Linked DNA regions of Mus musculus: region 1 is linked to region 2. The links are chromatin contacts, called in public promoter capture Hi-C maps. All regions are on one chromosome and are shown on one strand. Each heading gives the region's core, a stretch centred on a gene start, on an enhancer-like site or on the middle of the called end of the contact. The rest is flanking DNA. Distances are from core to core; before and after follow the strand shown.

Region 1 (6,489 bases), core at 962-3,461, 5.6 Mb before region 2:
TGTACATATGTGATCTCCACATGATATATTTTATGTCCCCCTATAAAGGGAAGTTTAAGACAACTAAAACAATTAAAAAATGAGGTCATATTTATGTGTTCAAGCGCTGGATTGTCAGCTTAAATTTCTGTACAATGCCCAGAGACCCCCTACACTAAGAGGAGGCTCACCTGAACTGAAATAGCCTCATTGCCTGATTCCAGGCAACTCTGTGGGTTTTAGTTTTAGTTTTGTTTTTTAGGGGTTTTTTTTTTCCTTCTGCCATTTGTCCTAAGGAATGAAGATCTCTCACAGTACCAAACAGGTTTTCATATCCAGTGGGCCCTTAACATTTTGCCAACATAAACAAGAGTTGTAACATGACTTGTATAAGTATGAAAATTCATAATCATTGAAAGAAAAAAAATAGTGTGGGAGTAGTTCTTGGTACATTGTTTGCCTAGCATTCACAAGGCTGTGGGTTCAACCCCTGGCAACCCCATAAATTAGTCATGAAAGCATACCACAGATAACCCCAATACCTTTGAGGTGGAGGCAGTGGGATCAGTTTAGGTCATCCTTCCTTACATGGTGAGTTCAAGGCCACTCTGAACTACCTGAGATGCTATCTCAAAACAATATTAACAAAGAAACAATAAATTCTTATATTTGGGGTAGGTTGTTTCTTATACCATCAGTAGCTCAAAACAAGTTGCTAATAGATCTGACCTTTTGAAGTTTAACATCCTAATAGGAGTCTACCTCCTATTTTCTAGGTCTTCTTTCACTGCAAATATAAATCTAGTATATTTACTAGTAGGTGCATTTTATAGTGAACATAGAAAATGCACAAAATCTCTGAATATAACAGCTAAAGAGTAAATGAATTACTTTTTCTCAAATATAGAACAGGTGTGTATTCATGTAGTCATTTGCATACCAATTATTTTATTTTATACTGAATCAAAATTCTAACACACTATAGATTACTGAGGAACTTACAAAAAAATAACAAACAAACAAAAAATAAAACCAACTAAGCTTTAAATCACATTCGTGTAGAAGACATTTCCTTTGTATAGGATTTGGAGAGTCCAGCACCTACCTATCGCATATCCTATACTGATACTTTGAGCATCGAGTGCCATCTCAACGTGAAGATGCCTAGTTACTATAGGAGACCAAATCATCTCTGAGACATTTCTGGTTTGTTACCAGAGAACAAGGCAAATGCTAATGAGTGGTTATTCCTAACAATGTCAACACTGATGCTTGAAGTAGGCCAGGGCCTTGGTGAGTCCTTCCTGGTCCTTGGGAGTGTGGTCTTAGTGCTTGGTGAAAACAGGTATTATTCAAGTACCAATGATGTGACAGTTCTTATATCAAAGTCCAGCCACCTATAATAAATCAGCCTATTTAAAAAACAAAATTGAAACTGGAAAGCAGAAAAAGGCCGTTTATTCAAGGTGACCACATTGGGAAGAGGAACAAAGACATCCAGTGGAACCCCGTACCCAACCTCCGCCCGTGTCTTTGGCCATTGTCATCCGGGTTCAATCTCACCCTGTTAGAAGACGCTCTGACATTTTAGAGCTGTTGGAAAGCTCTTTCCAGAAGACAAGTTTCCCTATGGCTGTCCCCTCTTTCCTTCTCTCAGCCTGATACTTTGGGTCCATTCTTTCAGAGGCTGATAGATGGAGACCTGAGCATGTCTGGAAATATCTGCATCCCTGTCGAGCTGGCTACAGAGCATGCTAACGGCCAGCCCTCAGCACATGCCCGCAGTCTCAGTGGGGGCAGTCGGTACTTCCGGTGTAACATTTATCACTTCCCAGTTTGAAGATAGAGTGACTCGGGCAAATGTAAGGAGAGGCGCGATTTAATCTTTCTACCGCTTTTCTCATCGCGGGGTTCGGTTTTGTAAACCAGCAATGCCTGTGCATCTAAAACACTGATACAGGTCTTCTCTCGACCCCATGAACAGAGACAGGAAGGGTGACTCTGTAAACCAGCACCCACACTCCACCCTTCGCTCGGGGTTCGCACCCCAGCAGCTCCGGAGTCCCCAGAGAGCTTTGGCTCCGCCTCTTGCAGGACCTGAGTCTCCCGCGAGATTTTTGTCTACAATCTCGCGAGACCGGAAACAGGAACTGCGAGCCAGCCCATCTGTGACCTCCTCGCAGGACCCGGAAGTATGGCGTTTCTTCGTGTTACCCCGCGCGAACTCTAGCGGAGACCCGTAGTTGGCGAGCTCAGGCGGGGACCATGCTGACTCGGGTGAGGCTCTGGCGGTCGAGCGCCCCGGGCTGAAGCCACCGAGAGGCAGGGTGGACTGGGATGGGACCCGCACTGCCCACAGCCCGGAACCGTGCTGAGTGTGTTCCTGGTGCTGCTGCTGTCCCGCGGGCCGGCGACATTGTCACTGCGAGCTTTCTCAGCCCTGGGTGCACCCCGGTGATGAGGGGAGAGCCAGAAAGTTGGGGCGATGCTTATTTCCGTAAATAAACTTTGGAATACTTTTTTCTTTACAGTCTTACTTTAAAAGACAAACAACAACAACAAAACTTTTATGGCTTCTGAATTTTTTTTTTTTTTAGCATAGATTCACCTCTAACACTTGGTAATTACCACTTCGAGAAAAACCATGAAATAATTTTGTTACAAGTAAGGAGTTGATCCAACGGCAGGAACTGACATTTTAAAAATCAGGAAGCCCCACTCCTGACTAGCTATTATTGGCAGTAGCTGGCTTGAGGCCGGGAGAGAGTTGTCTTTGGGGTATGGCTCCACACCCCCATGTGCATAACGACAGCACTAATTGTTCCCGAGTGGATTTTTTAAAAGGACATGAAGTTGGAAGGGGAACACACAGTGGGAGTCTGGGTGGAGTTGGAGTGGTGTGGAGACGTGTTTATTAAAGTATGTTGTAGACAGGTATGGAAGTCTCCACGAATAAGTAGAGATATAAAGAAAATTTAATGTCACTGTCAACTTTCAATAAATATGTGATATCACAGTGTGTTGTCAGCACCTTTTTCTTATCATCATAGCTGAAAGCAAAATCAGAGGGGAAGCTTGCCAAACAGCTATGCAGAGTTGTGTTGGATCAGTTTGACAAACAGTATTCGAAAGAACTTGGGGATTCCTGGAGTACAGTAAGGTCAGTATGGTTCGTCTCTTGATATTTTGTGAGAGGAAAGGGAAGTATGTAGCAAATACCTCCTTGAGAGTGGCACAGTCCAGGAGGGAGGAGGTGACTGTACATTTTATGTGTGAAGGAATCACCTGGCATGTAGAAATGTGGGGCAGATAGTAATGCCCTCTCAAGCACTTGGCTTTTATCTGTAAAATGGGGAGGCACCACATTTTAAAACAACGCTGTAATAAAAATCCTAACTTGGAAGAAATTTAACTTAATGAAATTCAGGTAATACCAAGTCCTTAAAGTCAGTGTTCCTCTATCTTAGCTAAAGTCAGGCTTTATTTGGCAATTATTGTCACCATGCCATCTGTATGTGGAGCACATGTGCACATGGACAGACCAATCTAAATAAGCCTAGCATGCATGAACATGGCCAAGTGGCCATGGTGGAACTGGCGGGGAGGGAAGGCAGTTGGCATTCCCAGAGCGGGGACTAGACTGTAGGTTGTCCTCTGACCTCTGTGTTCAGCCGTACTCCATATCTCTGCAATAAACTCCATGACTTCTTTAAAAAAAGTGACAAATATGATTTGTGTTTTGATGAGTCTGAGCTGTTGATCGGAATGGTAGTGAATGGGGATTTGTATGGAATGCCTGATTGGTATATAAGATACCCCCTGGAATACAAAGAACAGTATAGTCCTCCTCTCTAGTTTACATGCAGTCTATTCATGGGAGAAGTCAATGGGAGGGGCACCGTACCATTCCAGAAACATGCATCAATAATAGGGCATTTGATTTATTTCAGTGTGTGGGTACCAGTGACAGCCACTGGTGACTTTGGAATTAACTTGACAAAAGGAACCAGACATTCAGGGCTGAGGGAAAGTTGCCAATCTGTTTTGCACAGCAGAGATGAAAAAGCGGTATGACTGGATAGTCTGAAAGTTAGCTCAGAAAGTAATGTCTCCGATGATTGTTTTATACCATCTCTTCTGAGATGAACTCAGTAGGTATGTCTTTTCAGAGAACAACTTTAAGCATAATTTGGAACAAAGAATAAAGATAAGCTGTGAAGTGGGTCAAAAATGATTTTAGGACATTAAGATATTTAGGAAACTTATAAAATGAAAAGGCAGCTGTTATTTCAACAATGCTACATTTTATGAGTTTTCTATCAAAATGTGAATAATAGTGTATATAATGAATTCCTAAGGATTTTAGTATGCGAAGGTATTCATTCATATAGACTATCTAAAGAACCACACACTTTGCATTTGTAGGTAGGTATTGTGTTCAAATAATACCTACTTAAGTACTTTATTTTTCTTCTGAGGCTATAGTGTAGAGTTAAAGTCATTTACCTAAATTCATTTAGCTGCTTAGTAGAGTTGGAGCTTTTGCCCAGTCTGCCTGAGTCCTGATTGATCTCCCACTATTGACAGCACTGTGCCTCATACGTAGGATATAATTAGCATACTTGGATGATTTAAAACAAAAGATTTGCAAGAAGTATTTTGTCTGAAGGCTTTTTAGTAACCTGGCTATTCATAACCTGCAATGACTTGATTTTCTACTTCGTATACCCAGAAAGACTTATAAATTACGATTTGACCCTGAACAAAATGAGCAGTGAACCTCAAAGCCATGTAATTAGCTGTGCCTTCTGCTCTATCTACCTTCTTGGTAGAATTTCATGGTAATTTAAGTTTTGCATAAACATGTACTAAATTTGCCATAGGCAAAATAAAAGCTTTCTTAGAAAGGCAGACCCTGGAAGGTGGCCTAGGGAAGTAAGGACGGAATTATACGTTTGTTTTATAACTGTTTGCAAACGTAATGCTACACTTCATTTAAGCACTTTTACTGTCAGCAGTCTCCTCCCTCCTCGTCTGGGAAAGAAAGAACTGCTCTTTCTCAGGTCTCTGTAGCAGTGGGGAGGTTTGCTTTCAAGTTCTATCACTGAGCTTTCTTTGTCCTTACATCCAGCTCGTCCCCTTCAGGGAAGTCTGTAGCAGAACTGTCATCTTACACTATGCAGTTCCTTTCCAGACCGAGGCCATTGTTTTCTGTTTTCGAGCCATTCCTCTTAGTTCTCCCCTTCAGTACACTTGAGTGCATGTTATTGTCTTCTAAACCCATGCTGCTTTCAGGATGGACTTGGGTTCTCTCCTCTGGAGGCATCACTGAGTCTCTTTCCTTACTCTACTCTGTCTTCGTAATAAAGAAACTTTACTGGGAAGTAGGTCTGAGGTTTTCTCTTACCTCCTTAGAGGTGGTCTCTGAGTCCTTGAAATGTACTGATAATGTCCTGATAAGAGTCAGACATTTATTTACCTGGAGGTTTGTGCTAACCCTGCTAGTATAACAAGGGAGCTGTAGACCACAAATTAGGAAACAACCTGCAGAAGAGTTGGTGTCTAATTAAAGTTGACTGGTATGGATGGACAGTCAGTTGAGTCTCTGACAGAATTCCCAAAGAGAGCTGGGTGCCTAGGTTTTGTGAGCATCATTGGTCAGCAACGTCACCTCCCATTGTTGAAAACTCTGCTTCCTCACTGTCAGGTCACTGTGTTCCCTCCCTTCGTGGCATTGCGTTTGTGGTGATTGATTATTTTAAAACCAACACCAGCCCTCTGTGCATCCTAGTGAGGTATGGTAATTTCCACTCACAGAGGTCAAACAGCTTGTGAGTGAGTACCTATCCTGTATCTGGAGGGGGCTTGTGGATGCTTCGTCATCACTCTGCTCTGCTGCTCCTCAGTGCTTCCAGGCTTCACTGTGTTGCGCTGTCCACCCTAGGCTACCTTCCATGCTCTGCCTTTCTAAGAGAGCGTCACGACATGCAGTGTTTCACCTGAACCAAGCGTCTTAGGGGTGAAGAGGATCCTTTGTGCCTTAGGTACTAGATATTCTGCTCCCTCCTTTGCTAGAAGAGTGTGGGTTCAAATCTCTCAGCATATAGCATATAACCTAGATAAGTTATGAAAATCTCTACCACACTGTCCTGATCTGTAAAACAAGCAAAATAGTATACATTCCACATAGTTATTTCAGAAGAGAATATAAATTTCCATAAATACACCCATGGTTCTCACCCTTCCGAATGCTGTGAGCTTCCTAATGCAGTTTCTCATGTTGTAATGACCCCCTAACCATAAAGTTATTTTTGTTGCGATTTCATAACTGTAGTTTTGCTACTGTTATGAATGGTAATATAAATATCTGTATTTCCCAATGGTCTGAGGCAACAACCCCTGTGAAGCATTGCCAGGAAAAGGTAAGAAGCAGCCCCTTGTTAAAATCTCTGAAGGAAAAAAGAGGAAATGCCTTTGAAACAACTTTAGCGTTTCCATGAGTCCTATGTT
Region 2 (6,686 bases), core at 2,698-5,197:
CCCCACTGAGGCAGTGTCATATAAGAACAAAACAAGAAATACTGTAACAGTCTAGAGACTCTGCTCTGTTGTGAGGGCTAGACCTCAGTTCCCAGCACCCAGAACCCACGTCCAATGGCTCACAGGTGTTATACTCCAACCTGCAAGACATCCAGCTGGTCGGGGTGGCATGCGCTTTTAGTCTCGGCAATGGGAGGCAGAGGCAGGGGGATCTGAGTTCAAGGCCATCGTGGCCGATAGAGTGAGTTCTAGGACTACACATAAAAATCAAAATAAAACCCAAACAAAAAAGACATGCAGCACCCTCATCTGGTCTCTGTGCACATAGATACACATGTGCAAAATATATATACACAAATAAAAACAATGTTAGAAAAAGAATTATACAAATGCTACACTAAATGCTGATTTGTGAGGAAATAAATTTGTCTTAGAATGTTAAGTTGGTATTTTATTTTCCATCATCAAAACTTCTTAACCTGGAGATGGTTTGAATCTTGTTTAGACAACTTAATGTTTTGCTTAAGGTCAAACCAGCAAGTCCCGGAGTTGCCATTGTCTTGGGAATTGCATGCCATCAAATCCTAATTGTAGCAGCTTAAATCCCATCTGTACTAGACAGCAAGGACGGTGATTTACCCGCCTTTTCTTTGGACATCACACATACTTAGTAGTTGAGAGATTCTTAGCTGTGTGATAGATGAAAAGTCCCATGGCTTTGACTTTGGAGGTAAGTTATGGAGCACACAGCAAGGCATCTCTGCTCCCTTATGTGACCCCTCAGCAGAGAGCTGAAGGGAAAGTGCTGTACTAATCCATATGTGTCTTTCCCCCATAGGTATTTGATTCCAAATGCAGGAGATGCTACCAGAGCCATAAAACAGCAGATCATGAAAGTGTTGGATGCTTTGGAAAGTTAATGTAAAAGAAAGTTATTTAAGTGAAATTAAGGCAACGAAGAGAAATATGAAAATATATTTCCTGACTCAATACTAAGCAGAGACCTTTGATTTGCTCATGGGGTGCCTGAGTAGAGGGTCTAAATGCAAATTATTGTAATCAATACCGGGATGGGTTCACTTTTTTAACAGTTTCTTTTGCATCTTTGGTTTTATATAATGATTTATTATAAAGGTCAGTTATTAAATGACTTTGAAGTAACTGGCCTTGTGCCCTATGGATCCAAGGGCACAGAATGCAGTTCTGTTTTGAAGAGCTGTTTTAAAGGACATGCATCATTTTCAGGTTTTAAAACAACTGTACACATACATATTTGCAATGTCTTCACTGAAATTTAGGGATAGAATTAGTTGAAGAGATTTAATTGCTACATTGAGTTTTACTACAATGAGCATTATCGAAAATAAACGGTTAGACTAATGATTAGCTCACTGTTCTGTTCTTAAAAAGATTGAAGTCTGTTGGATGGAATGGATGGAGATCATAGCAACTCAAAACACAGCCCAGAGTGAGACACCGAAGGTCAGCTTCCCCATCTTCCTTCCTCCAGTAGGTAATTATCCAGAGACTAATTGCCTCAGAGATAGTGAGCCTCACCCCAAGTTGCTAAGGAACAGTTAACAGCACTAGAAGTAAGTAGGCATGTTAAGGTTAAAATTAGCATTTGGGGGACAGAATTGTATCTGTAAAAATGTCCTTGGTCTTTATTACAAATGGGTCATTTGGTCTAGGCTGTTTCAAAATGCTTTGCCACACTGATTATCCTCCTTGAAATGATCACCCGTGACCACACTAATGTCCAGTTTTTAAAAGAAAGATAATCAGAGAGCTGTAGGAATTTCCCATTGTTTCTCTATCACTTTCTAAAAGTTCCCCGGTTTTTGCCGTCGCAGTAAAGTTTGCGTGGTTGGCACTTGTTCCATCCTTACTCTCTGAAAGACGGACGCCGTCTGCTTTGTTTCGCAGCTTGCTCAGACTAGTCACTGTGCTGAGAGAGCCGGAACAGCTTCCGACCATGGGATGATTTTTATAAAATCTGTCTGAAAAATAGTAAATAGAACCTGCCATGTCATAACATGTAATAGATTTTTTCCAAGGGGTTGGTTGATAGAAATATCTAGATGTACCCCACCAGTAGCCAGTGTTTTAATTTGCTTAATGGAAATCAAGTGAATGGTAACATAATTAAAAGAACTCTATTCTGATATCTAAATAAAAACAATGTATTTGAGTGGTTGAAGACATTTGCATGAAATTGCACCTTGTACGGTACTTGATATTTATAACTCTTCCCCCAAACTGTTGTATTTCATTTCTTCCATTTTCTCGACACCCTCTTTGAGATGTCCTGAAGTCTCTCAGCTATGGGACTTTTTTTCATAATATTAATGTAAAGATGTTTGTGTTACTGTTTATAAATTACAATTGTAAATAAACTGATACAAGTTTGCTCAAAACTTCTGCCCTGGAGGATGTCTGTTCTCTTTATCTGTATTTTGCCTGCAGATTAAACATTTGTCTTATATATGTACCTTAGGCTAAAACCAGTGGCACTAGGTGGGTGCTGGGGTGCTCATAGCCCCAGCTATTGAAGGAGGAAGGAGGATCAGTTGAGCTCAGGGAGTGAGGTTTCTGTGACCTTTCCCCCCTCTTTCTACTAGAGCTGTCAATAGATCTGTCACCTTAGACCTGGCTTTGTCTTCAGTAGTTGCCATGGCTACCAGGCCACTGCAGTTTCTAATGCAAGATGAAGATGGGGTAAATATGTTAACCCTGGAAGACATAAGGCCATACTGCAACCCATCCCCACACCTTCCTCCAGCGCATACATTCTTTGTTCACCCCGCTTCCCCAGTGTTCTCAGGTTCTTGGAAGAAACAATTCTGTGATCCCCTCAGGACGATGTAGGTGCTTAGATCCAAACCCAGGTCCTTTGCAAGAGCACCAAGTGCTCTTAACCACGGAGCCATCTCTCCAGCCCTGCTTTGTCCTTTTCAAACTGCTGTTTATGGTTCTCTCTCTCTCCCTCTCTCTGTCTCTCTGTTTGGCTCTCTCTGTCTCTCCCAAAGTTTGTGAAAAGCTCAGCCCCACTGAAGACAGCTGACTAAAATTTCTTTTGGGGATCTGATCTGCAGGCTTTCTTTCCTCTTGTCAAGCTCTCTAATCCCCTTGGCTCCGTGCTCTGCAAATGTGACAAGGTATAGACTTTAACTTGCAAGCACTGCAAAGCTTAGAAAGCAATGTCACTAGCTGGGTGTGTTGCTACAGGACTCAATCCCTGCACTCAGGAGTGGGAGCAGGAGGATTAGACGTCAAGGTGAGCCTTAGCTACATAGCAAGTTAAAGTGCAGCCTAGGCTACAAGAGACCCTGTCTGAAAACCGGAAAAGCTCAAAACAAAAATAAATATTTACATAAATGATAATGAATAAAAATTAAATAATAAATACAAAGGTCAAATCGTAGAATACTGCTTAGCACCAACTCTATCTCTTTCCCCAGCCCAGTTAGGAGCAAGGTTCTGAAGTCCTGCTAGCCTAAAACAACCAGGTGCACTTCCTCAAGCCAGTCAGCATGGAGCATCGTTACCCTGGCCACTGCCATGATCTAACCTGAAATTTATGTCCTTTGTGCCACAAGTAGGACCTTTCTACCCCAGACCATTTATGGCACACTACCATAACGTAGGCTTCTCTTTTTTGACTTTGCTTTTGAAGGCCCTATATAAAGAATTTGTAATTATCACTTCTTGGTGTATGCAACCGCAAAGGGTGAGCCATTTTTAGTACGGTGCCCAGGCAAGAATGTAGACTGGTACTGAATGTGCACAAAGTCGGAGGCTTACTCACCTACATTACAGCACAGCACAAAACAAAACAGTAAAATCCTCAAAGCTCATCGAGGCTCCGCCCCTCGACCCAGCCCTTGACCACGCCCCTTCTGCGCGCGCGGCTCGGCCCCGCCTTCTGCACGCTGCGGAGGAGATTGACTGGCAGGAGTCCCTGTGGCCTGCGGTGCACCGTGGAAGAGCCATGTCTAGTAAGTGGCTCGTGGTCTGGTTGTCCAGCTCCCAGCGGGAGCGGGGTCCTCCGTGCGGCGGTGCAGATGAGCCGGCTGGGTCCTTGCGTCCCCCGGTCAGCCATGCCGGTGGCTCTTGTCACCGGTGTCCGCGGCGCGGCGAAGCCCAGGGGCGGCTGGCCGTGCGAGCACAGGCCTCCGCGCGGGGCGTCCTGTGCTGTCGGAGCTGGTCAGCTTGCGGGTTGGGTGGTGGTGTCCAACTCGTGGCTCTGACTTCCTCGCCTCACAAAGCGGTGGATAATCACACCTCACTCCGCAGTTCCTCGTCTGTAAAAGTTTATAGTTGCACTGTCCTGGCATATTCATGTAAATGTTGTTCCCGTAATAGGCCCGTCACTCGAGGTGTTTTCGTGCCCTCCGCCCCGACTTGTTCATCTTCAAAATCATTAATCGCTTTCCGGAGAAGGGGAAGCAACAAGTCTTGCACACGGAGGACCCCAGTGGAGGGGTTTTCCTGCGTAAGCCTGCAGAGGGCGCTTTTGCACCGGCCCCTAACCTGGGTCGGGACCTTGTCCATATTGGGTGGCTTTTGGAAGAAGCTAGAAACAAAACTATAGTTTTATTATCCTTTCCTGCCTCAGGAGCAGAGGCAGTCTAACTTCCTAGGGTTAGGGGAGATATTAGTGAGTTTCTGTGATACTCTGGTGACAGCTCAAGGTCTGTTAACCTGAAAATAATGCCAGGTTTTGGTTTCATTTGTTTTTATACAGATTCTGGCACTGTTCAATTAAGAGGTGTTAGGGGCTAAATGCCTTTTTTTTTTTTTTCTCTCTCATCATATTTAGGATAAGCCAAGGAATGAGCGATCATAGTTTTTATACTTTTAAGGAGAGCTTCGGCCTTCTTCAGAAGCCAGGTTTTGTCAGTGTTGTCGATATACCCCTTTAGATTGCCAGTAGTTGGGTCAATCAAAAACCATGTTCAAATACTGCCTGATATCCTGTTTGAGAATCCTGGCCCTGGGTGAACTTAGTGGGCAGATCTGATGACTTTTTTTTTTTTTTTTTTTTTTCTTTTTTCCCCAGCTTTCCGCCTGGCCCTCATACAGCTTCAAGTTTCTTCCATTAAATCAGATAACCTTACCCGGGCTTGTAGCCTAGTGCGGGAGGCAGCAAAGCAAGGTGCCAACATAGTTTCTCTGCCTGTAAGTATCAGGGCAGCCTGCCCATTCTTCAGGAGCTGTGGATCCACCACAGTACTGCGTGCTGGCAGTGGTCCTCTTATGTCCCACCTCCAGCAATGCCTTTTGGAACCCTAATATTGTTTCGTATTTGTCTCATCTTTCACAAAGACTAGTAGCGACCTTTATCATAAGATGTCAAACGTGGTTACAAGTTTTGAACAAGATCACCTCCCCTGTTCAGACAAGCAGTAAGAAATCCATGGGGGGCTTCCTTAAAGACTCACTCAGGGCCTGTACAATTACTTGGTACCTTACCTAAGTCAGGCTTTTTATTGTCGTGTTTTAGGTCAGACCACATTGCTTTAGTACTGTTCAGTTTTTGAAAAATTGTCTCGAGGTTTGAGTTGAAGGTTGTATCATATTTGGTGGTAAGTACAGCCTCGGAGATCCTGAATGACCAGGGATCAGTTAGCAAAGGGAACACTTTGAGGAGCCAGAGGTCAGTTCCACAGGAGCAGTCTTACTTTGTTGTTTCAAGGCAGGCTTTCTCTGTGTAGCCCTAGTTGTTCTGTCACTTGCTCTGTAGCCCAGGGTGGACTCAAACTCAGAGATCCACCTGCTTCTGCCTCCAAGTGCTGGGACTAAAGCCCTGTGCTCCCACTGTCTAACCACTCTGTTTTTGAGGTGAGGTCTCTCACTGGGACTTGGGACTCACAAGTAAGCTGGACTGGCTAGCCGGCAAGCCTCGGAGAGCCTCTCCTCACTCCTCCGCTGGTGTTGGAGTTATGAGTGCATCTCCTCACGCCGGGCTTATTTTACATGTGTGCTGAGCATCTAAGTCATGCCCTCATGCTTTTGGGACAAGCACTTTACTGGTTGAGACATCTCCCAGCACAATCCAGTCTTCCTTTTTAGATCACTGTGTAGCCATGGCTGCCTGGAACTTACTATATAGAACAAACCTGATGTTCTCTGTGCATCAGTTACAGGACTCATCTGTACCTGGCACCTAACCATGGTCTCTTGTTAGTTGATGTTGTTGAGATGAAGTACAAGTCTAGGAGGGAAAGTGCTTGGAGTTATGTGCGTGCTTGCTTAGCTCGCTGACTCTTGACATGCTGGTCATTTTTAGCATAATGCCTGGTACGTAGACACTGTTGTTAAATGCAAAATGAGTGAACTTAAATTGATATCCGGTAAATGTTTACCTGTTGTTTTCTGACATGTCAAAGGACTGCAGAAGGCAGACGTGTGTTGTATGCAAGTATTAGTGTCTTTGTCATTTTTGGTGTCTGTGTCCCAGCCCTGTCTTTGTTTCATCCTCACCCACTTTTCCTATCCATGAGAGACATCATAAAGATGTCATAAAAATGTCAGAATGGAGTTAGAAACAGCTTATTTGCAGTTAATAAAACAGTTTAACTTCTGTGGCTTTCAGAACTTTTTAATGCATAACTTTTATTGCTTTACATAATAAGTGGTATAATTTTGAGCTCTAGACTTCACCTCAGGATTCAAAAATCACA

The links. Promoter capture Hi-C pulls out the DNA fragments that hold promoters and counts their contacts.
Region 1: a contact with region 2 is called in a promoter capture Hi-C map of pre-B cells. The contact joins the promoter of Nsun3 here to the promoter of Nit2 in region 2. A contact is called at or near these places in 2 of 39 promoter capture datasets (cranial neural crest and pre-B cells) and 1 of 484 Hi-C or Micro-C datasets (CD4 T cells).

Annotation. Positions count from the first base shown.
Region 1 is chr16:62,782,438-62,788,926 of GRCm38.p6, reverse strand. Nsun3 (NOL1/NOP2/Sun domain family member 3) reads left to right here and starts at 2,211. Exons shown (of 6, transcript NM_178925.3): 1 at 2,211-2,256; 2 at 3,030-3,139. The coding sequence starts at 2,245.
Region 2 is chr16:57,164,593-57,171,278 of GRCm38.p6, reverse strand. Nit2 (nitrilase family, member 2) reads left to right here and starts at 3,947. Exons shown (of 10, transcript NM_023175.1): 1 at 3,947-3,998; 2 at 5,063-5,181. The coding sequence starts at 3,992. It overlaps Gm16892 (a long non-coding RNA gene), which reads right to left and starts at 3,910. Exons shown (of 2, transcript XR_003951893.1): 1 at 3,809-3,910. Tbc1d23 (TBC1 domain family, member 23) reads left to right here. Exons shown (of 19, transcript NM_001358433.1): 19 at 839-2,417. The coding sequence ends at 920.